Regions from separate parts of the Sus scrofa genome. Here region 1 is linked to region 2. Evidence: chromatin contacts called from public HiChIP or PLAC-seq data. All regions are on one chromosome and are shown on one strand. The core of a region is the stretch at or near the end of the contact, and the rest is flanking DNA. Distances in the headings are between cores, read along the strand shown.

Region 1 (3,596 bases), core at 773-3,272, 140 kb before region 2:
CCAGGGACCTCCAAACAATTGGCCCCTATGCTCCGTGCCCTTTCTCACTTCGTTGTCTGCCAACCCCACCCAGAGGGCCAGGAGCAGAGCAGAGTTGGGCAATGCCCTAGGACTCCATGCTTTTGTCCACTACAGATTTACACTTTTTTTTTTTTTTTAAGGATGACCCTCACTGAAGCATGGCAGTGTTTTAAATATTTTTCCTATTACATGCAGATAATTGCAGGCATTCAGAAAAGCTGAAAAGAATAGAAGAGGAAACATGTCATCATCTCTAAGGAATTTTCCCATCCTTTATCACCCTTCACTCTAGCCTTGCGTGCATTTCTTTGAATGCCCTTATTCTTCACACCTCTGTGCCTTTGCCCATGCTGTTCCTTGAGTGTAGAATGCCATTCCTTGCTCTACTTGTCTAACGCAGGCTAAGTCTTTGACATCTTCCCCAGGAGTCCCACCCCAATCCTTGCCCCAGATTAGTCATCCCTCTTCTATGATCACAAAATGTCCAGGTGGAGTTAGTGTAATGGGGCTGGTAACACAGACTCTGGAGCCTGGCTGCCTGGATTCAGATCCTAGCTCTTACTAGCGGGAACCTTGGGCAGTTCCTTAGCTTCCTATGATTCAGTGTCGTCTTGTCTAAACAAGGTGTTAATAATTTCTATTTCTTGGATGTAATGAGCATGAAATGAGTTAATATATGCTATGCGCTGAGGGCAATGCCTGATTCTTATGTAAGGGTTGGCTATTGCTGGTTTCTGATGAGAGCATTTAGTATTTACCAAACTGAAATTAACACTGACCTTGAACTTGAGAGGAGGCTCTGCCTTATCTTGACTTGGGCAGTCTAATTCCAGGCAAGTCAATGTAGCCTCTCTGGCCTCGGCTTTTCCATCTGCTGAATGAGATCACTACAGAATCTACTTCACTGGGGAGCTAGGGAGCTGGAGAGCTGAAATGAGGAAATAGAGGGAGCGGGCTGAAAACAGTGGCTGGTATGTCGTGGTCAATAGGCCGAGCCCTTGTTATTAGCTAGGGTGCAAATTTCTCCCAGGTCCAGGTCAAAAATGGTAGCACTGGAAAGGTCATGAGGTTTTTTAACTTTATAGATAAAGATAATAAAGTTGCTTAAAAAAGAATCAAGGTCACATAGCTCTGTTTGCTATTTTTATGAGACATCACAGCGTAGGAGACCACGTGCCTCGTGTGGGCTAAGGTGTTTCAGACAACGCACACTTGAGAGGGGGTTGAGAGCAGGCAGAGTCATGCTTTCTGTGGAGTGTGCGATATTTTCGCACTGCCTGTTATCTCCTCAGTGTTGGTGGGTATCCTCTTTGTCCCTGTAGGGAAATGTCCCCCAAGCCCACTTTAGAGGCCACTTGCAGAGTTCAAGACCCAGGTCCCCTGACGTCTTCTGCCTTATTGCTCAGTCTTCTATGAGCCAAACCCAGACCAAAGACGGCTGGATGGATGGTTGGGGGAGGAGGAGCCATGAACCCCCTTGTCCTTACTGGGGTGACCCAGCAGTCTGTGACCGGGGTGACAGTGAGGCCCCGCTTTCCCCGGACAGTCCTGGTTTACGCTTGTGGACCCAGTAAAATGGTGCATAGCACGTTCACTCTCACAAGTGTCCTTTCCAGAGCTTGGCGGCCACATCTTATTTTGTAGCCTTCCAGCAGGCTGCTTCTAGGCACACGGCTGAAATCGCTGTTCCCTTCAATTGACTCCTTGTGCAAAGCCAGTAGAGCGCGCTGATGCTCTGGAAGGTGGCGGAGCCCCTCAGAGAGACTGAAATTTAAACAGGTCCCTTTCAGAGGGTCTCACCTGCTGGGCCAGCCACCTGTTGGAAAGGACGGCTGGGTCTTCACACACTCAGGAAGGGCTGTCTTGCACTCCATTGCTTCGTGTTGTTCTAAGTCCCGTCCTTTTGACCTGTAACTGCCTTGGCACTCTTGGTGTTCGTCTTTCAGTGTCAATGCTGCCATGCCATACCTCAGTAAAGGTCGAGGGGCTCAGGTATCCAGCTGGATTTTAGCTGAAGGAGAATGCAAATTGCCAGCACAGCAAAACCCTGTGCTGGGCTTACGGAGCCCCTGGATTTGCCAAAAACCAGGAATGGAGCCTTGTTCCCATTTCTTCGTTTTATATTCCCAGGAAGAATTCTTGGGGATGCATAATGTGATAAACCCGGGAGCCAGCTCCTTGGTATCCTTGGTGAGGCCAAGATTAATGAGGTTTCCAGGGCCACCATGCTATGTTCTTTGTCCCAGCTGAATCTCAGGGAGCAGCAGAGTCATTTGTGCAAATCAAGTGCACAGCTGAAACCACTGTTGCTTTGGTGTGGGCTAAATGAGATTGTAAAAGGCAGATGGGAAATATAAAGAAAGAATTAAAGACTACAAAAGGGGAATTTACATCATGGAGCTAGGTTATAATATGAGGTAGGCTTTATTGTGTCCATAGTACAGATGTAGAAACTGAAGCTCCCAGTAGTGAACTAACTCATCTCATAAGCGGTGAAGCTGTGGTTTGAACTTGAGAGTCCACCGTCTCACCACTGAGACACACCGATTCCCCTTTAGGCTCGTACACAGGCCTGCCTCCAGCCTTACAGGACCTGGTGTAGGGGCTATCATGGATCCACATACCAGGAATCTTAATATTGAAACAAGTTCACTGTTAAATAAAACATGTTCTAGCTTCCTGGCTTGACAAATACGCTTTTCGAATGACAAAATTTAAAAAATGTGTAAAGCCACAGAGTTTTATATGATTGAAAGTTATTAGCAAAGTGTCAAGTTTAGCGTGCACATTTGGTGGGAATCTTTTCCTCCCTGATTTTCATTGTTTTGATCAGTAATTAAGTCTTGCATCTTTATTAAATCAGGAATTTGTAATATCCTAGTTCAAATCGTATGTAGGTCATGCTCAATAGAAATCGCCTTTCTTTCAGTGTTTTCAGTTTTTTAAAGTGTAACATTTCCCCTCCTTACTGATTTTTCTATTCTTTTCAATTTTTCTCTTTTCCCTGAGCTCGGCTTTCTTTTCTGTTTCTACTGTGATCTCATATTCTCAGTGATCTAAAGAGTCGCACAATAAACTGTCATTATATTCAAGGTATATAAAAATTGAATGTATTTTTAATCAAAGATAAATTGGAGTAAGTATAAAAATTTAAAAAGTAAATTGATGCTCTTCAAAATAGTTATTTTTCTTCTAAAGTATTTAAAATTATCTCATGAAATTGAAAGGCAAAATGTCAATGTAATTAATGAATATTAAATTTTAAATAAAAATCACTTAAGCCAAGCTAAACCATAACTTTTGAAAAATTAATTAAATCTTATTCGATGTTTTGATAAAGACAAAACTATTCACACTTTTCTGATTCTAATTCATCTAGTTACCAGTATACCCAGTCAATATCACTTTTTCTTGCTATATCTAGACATAAGTCTGCACACATTTAAGAGTAATATGAATCGGGAGTTCCTGTTGTGGCTTAGTGCTTAACGAATCCGATGCGGAACCATGAGGTTGTGGGTTCGATCCCTGGCCTCACTCAGTGGGTTAAGGATCCGGCGTTGCCGTGAGGTGTG
Region 2 (3,973 bases), core at 1,260-3,759:
TTGTTGAATATACAAATCACAAGTCCCTTTTAATTTGTGGCTTGCCTTTTCACTCCTTAAGAATATATTTTGCTGAATAGAAGTTCTCAATTAGTCCAGCTTATCCATTTTTTTTTCTCTTTATGGCTAGTGCTTTTTTGTGTATTCTGCTTAAGAAAGTGCTGCCTACTAAAGGTCATGGTATATCCACCTTTGTTTTTTTCCAAAAACTTTTATTTTTTTACCTCTCACTTAATGGGTCTGCCTTTTCAATTAGGAGTATTTTCAATCCTAGGGAAACTGGGGTTTGCAGTGCAAACCTAGGATGTGGGCTGCATGTGATCAAACCATGCTAACTTGGGCAAGTTGTAACTGACTCAGGTGATTGGTAGAAGCCTAGATAGGTACAGGTGTTTCTTGCTTGGGCATCAGATTTGTTTTTCTGAAGAGTTGCATGTAAATTCTATCTAGCAAATTTGGCCATATAATAAATGCCGAGTTTGCAACTTTTCAGACATTTCCATCCTAGTTTAGGAGGTATTCTTTTAACCCACTTCTGCTTTATAGACATGCTAAATTTGCTGTCTCCCATTCCTTCTGACACCAAAGAGCACACTTGAAAACTCACTTATAGCATAGCAACCTGCTCTTTAGAACTCCCTATACTTCTGTCTCTGTCATTTTTTTTTTTTTTTTGGTCTTTTTTGCCTTTTTTAGGGCCGTACCCGCGACAGATGGAGGTTCCCAGGCTAGGGGTCTAATCGGAGCTGTAGTCGCTGGCCTACACCAGAGCCACAGCAGCACGGGATCTGAGCCACTTCTGTGACCTATACCACAGCTCACGGCAACGCCAGATCCTTAACCCACTGAGGGAGGCCAGGGATCGAACCTGCAACCTCATGATTCCTAGTCGGATTCGTTAACCACTGAGCCACTACGGGAACTCCTGTCTCTATCATTTTAGTCGTGTATTTAGTAAGTCACTTAGGTTTGTTGTTCTTCTTGTAATTATATAATTTGGATTCAATCTCATTTAACCTACTGAAATAGGAGCACAAAAAGAAAATGTTTCTATGAAAACTAAGTTGAATGTCTTGGAAAGAGTCATGGAAGGTAAATTGCTAATAAAATTGCTTTTGAATTATGCATGAGGGGAAAACAATAGAATCCTGAAAGGGGGGGGGGCAGATAATAAAGCTCTGCAAAGATTCTCGACTCATATTTGCTCATAAATATCTTTTAAGTTCTTGCTCCTCTATAAAGAAATCAAGATTAGAAATGGTAGGTAATCCATCATCTGGGAGAGACGGTGCAGAACACAAAACAGGGAGCATCCTTTTGAGAAAAGTCCTCAGCCTTGGTACTGGCCAGTAGGGGTTTGTATTTTCAGATAAGTGTTTAAAGTGTGGATGGATGCTGTCAGTTAAAATTGTTAAGAGTATATGTATTTTATTTTTGCATGAGTCTCTGCTTTTTGACTATTAACTCAGAACTGTTGCATTCATTATAGATAAGCGAGTTCAGGGGAACAAATACCTCCCCTCCCGCAGCTTCCCTTAAGCTAGGAACTCTTATGAAATATTGTTTGGTCTTAAAAATAAGAACAGTATTAATGCTTTAAAATGTGCATATTACTCCATGTTTAAACAAAATAAAAATGTTTCTCTTTTTCAAAATCTTCAAATAAAACCACAGCTCCACTGAATTTTCTGTGGTAGGAGTTTGGGGATTTAAATCACTTCTCCTAATGTAGCTGCTGGATCAGTGCCATTGGACTCCATAGTGATCTGTAACATCACCATGCCTGTGCCCGGGAGCCCTGGGGTGCAGGCTTGCCCACGCCTTTCTGTGTCTGGTGATGCTGGGTGTTGGGGCCACTGGCCTATCCTGGCGATGTGGACCTAGGTGGTATGCGTGGTGAAGATGCTGCCGCCTGTGGGTGTGGGGGACCTTCCGTTCCAGAAGCTTGGCACTGCACTGTTTGGGAGCCAGTCTGCTGTCCTGCATCTCAGGCTGGATTCTCTCCTCTGAGCAGAGCTGGCAGGCACCTAGGGCGCGCATGCCTGTCACGCCAAGGACACCATGTGACATACTGGAGAACAGTCTGTGTTGTTCCACACCCCCACTCCCAGCCCCCGCCCTCTAGGGCTCGCCTTTGGGGTGGGGGAGGGAGAGAGGGAGGCGTGTATTCATTTGTTTCCCCTCTCACCCCTTGGCAGGTTAGGTGATTATTTTCCCTTAAATTTTATTAATTCTCCTCCACCCCATCCCGCCCCCCTCCCTGGGTGTAATAACAGTAACCAGTGCCCCAGGCCACGGTGCTGGGAAAGTGCTTAGGAAGTGAGGGGAAGCCTTTTGGGCTGGCACCCACACAGTTCTGAAACACCCGGGGCAGTCGGCCTGAGTCACTGCCTCCGCGGCAGCGGGCCAAGCAAAAATCATGCTGTAGCGCTTCCCTGCTCACCGACGTCCTCCTCCTGCTCCAAAGTGGTTTCTTACTTTACCGAGAGGAAGCCCGCGGGAAGCCCAGACCAAGGTGTTGACTCGCGCGCCCCCATGTGGCCATGGTGGGCGGGCTTGGAAAATGCGACCAGGTTTTCCTTACCCCATGGACAGAGATTGCAGCCGGCAGCCTGAAGCCCCTGTACCACGTTAAAAGCAGACATTTTGCACAATCTTTGATTGTTTATTGCTATTTTTCAAAATTTGTTCCTCCATTTATTTTTATGTTTGTTTATTTATTCTTTTGGTCTTTTTGCCTTTTTCTAGGGCATCACCGGCAGCATGTGGAGGTTTCAGGCTAGGGGTCGAATCGGAGCTGTAGCTGCGGCCTACACCACAGCCACAGCAACTCGGGATCCGAGCCGCATCTATGACCTACACCATAGCCCATGGCAACGCCGGATCCTTAACCCACTGAGCAAGGCCAGGGATCAAACCCGCAACCTCATGGTTCCTAGTCAGATTCGTTAACCACTGAGCCACGACAGGAACGCCTCCTGTTCTCCATTTAAATTGGAATCGTTAATTTAATGAATATGTTGATGCTTATGGAAAATTATATGCGTTTATTATAATCACAACTGTTAGAGTATTAAGGTGAGCTTTTAAAAGATTTTAAAAATTGAAGTATAAAAAATAAAAATTGAAGCACAGTTGATTAACAGTGTTGTGTTAGTTTCGGGTGTACTATTGCTATGACTTTTAAATTTCATTTGTATTGCTATTACCAGTTAAACCTTCTAATAAGGTCTTGTTCAACCCGAATTTCAAGGTATGATTTTTGGAGTCCATAGGTTTTCTGTAGGTGTCAGGAACGGCCCCTCCCAGTTCTGGGAGACTTCTGCCAACCCACAGCCTCTTACTGTGGATGTTTTTATTGAAAGGGACAGGGACAAAAGCTATAGCTCTGCCTGTCCCTTTTACACTCTCAGGCTACGCTCCATCAGCAGGTGTTTGCTGAACACCTGCTGGGGCTGAGTTGTTAAATCTTCAGCATGGAGACCAGGGCCTGGTGTGGATATAAGGCATCTACCACTTGTATTTTGAATTCTGCAGATGCTTAGACCTTCCCGTATGGATCCTTTAGGTAGTGATCTTGAGAAAGGAGATGTGCTCCCTGAGGGATGAAGAGCGTAATCCCTTTTGGGAAGAAGAGATTCAAATTCTGTCAATTTTTAAAAACCTGCTTCTTTAAAAATTTTCCCATTGTTGGGCGTTCCTTTTGTGGTGCAGCGGAAGCAAATCCGACTAGTGACCATGAGGTTGCCAGTTTGATCCCTGGCCTTGCTCAGTGGGTTAACCATCTGACATTGTCCTGAGCTGTGGTGTAGAACGCAGATGCAGCTTGGACCCCATGTTGCTGCAGCTGTGGTGTAGGCTGGCTGCTGTAGCTCCAATTCGACCCCTTGCCTGGGAACTTCCATATGTTGTGGATGTGGCCCTAAAAAGCAAAAAAAATGCCATTGTGTGTAGCTTTGTAATGGTACTTCAA

What was found. HiChIP or PLAC-seq counts read pairs in DNA pulled down with a chosen protein or histone mark.
Region 1: a contact with region 2 is called in an H3K27ac HiChIP or PLAC-seq map of skeletal muscle. The contact joins two enhancer-like sites. A contact is called at or near these places in 1 of 47 Hi-C or Micro-C datasets (epiblast stem cells) and 1 of 2 datasets of contacts at active chromatin or transcription factors (skeletal muscle).

Annotation. Positions count from the first base shown.
Region 1 is chr3:94,712,912-94,716,507 of Sscrofa11.1, reverse strand. All of the region lies in intron 2 of PRKCE (protein kinase C epsilon type), which reads left to right. Among named protein-coding and RNA genes, the nearest start is that of PRKCE, 150 kb to the left of the region's middle. Within about 2 kb of position 2,022, at least 1 of the 83 cell types and tissues checked has an H3K27ac peak or open chromatin away from gene starts, as enhancers often do. A contact at or near this core is called in skeletal muscle, where this site is marked.
Region 2 is chr3:94,576,692-94,580,664 of Sscrofa11.1, reverse strand. The region is part of intron 3 of PRKCE (protein kinase C epsilon type); the gene reads left to right. Among named protein-coding and RNA genes, the nearest start is that of PRKCE, 290 kb to the left of the region's middle. Within about 2 kb of position 2,509, at least 46 of the 83 cell types and tissues checked have an H3K27ac peak or open chromatin away from gene starts, as enhancers often do. A contact at or near this core is called in skeletal muscle, where this site is marked.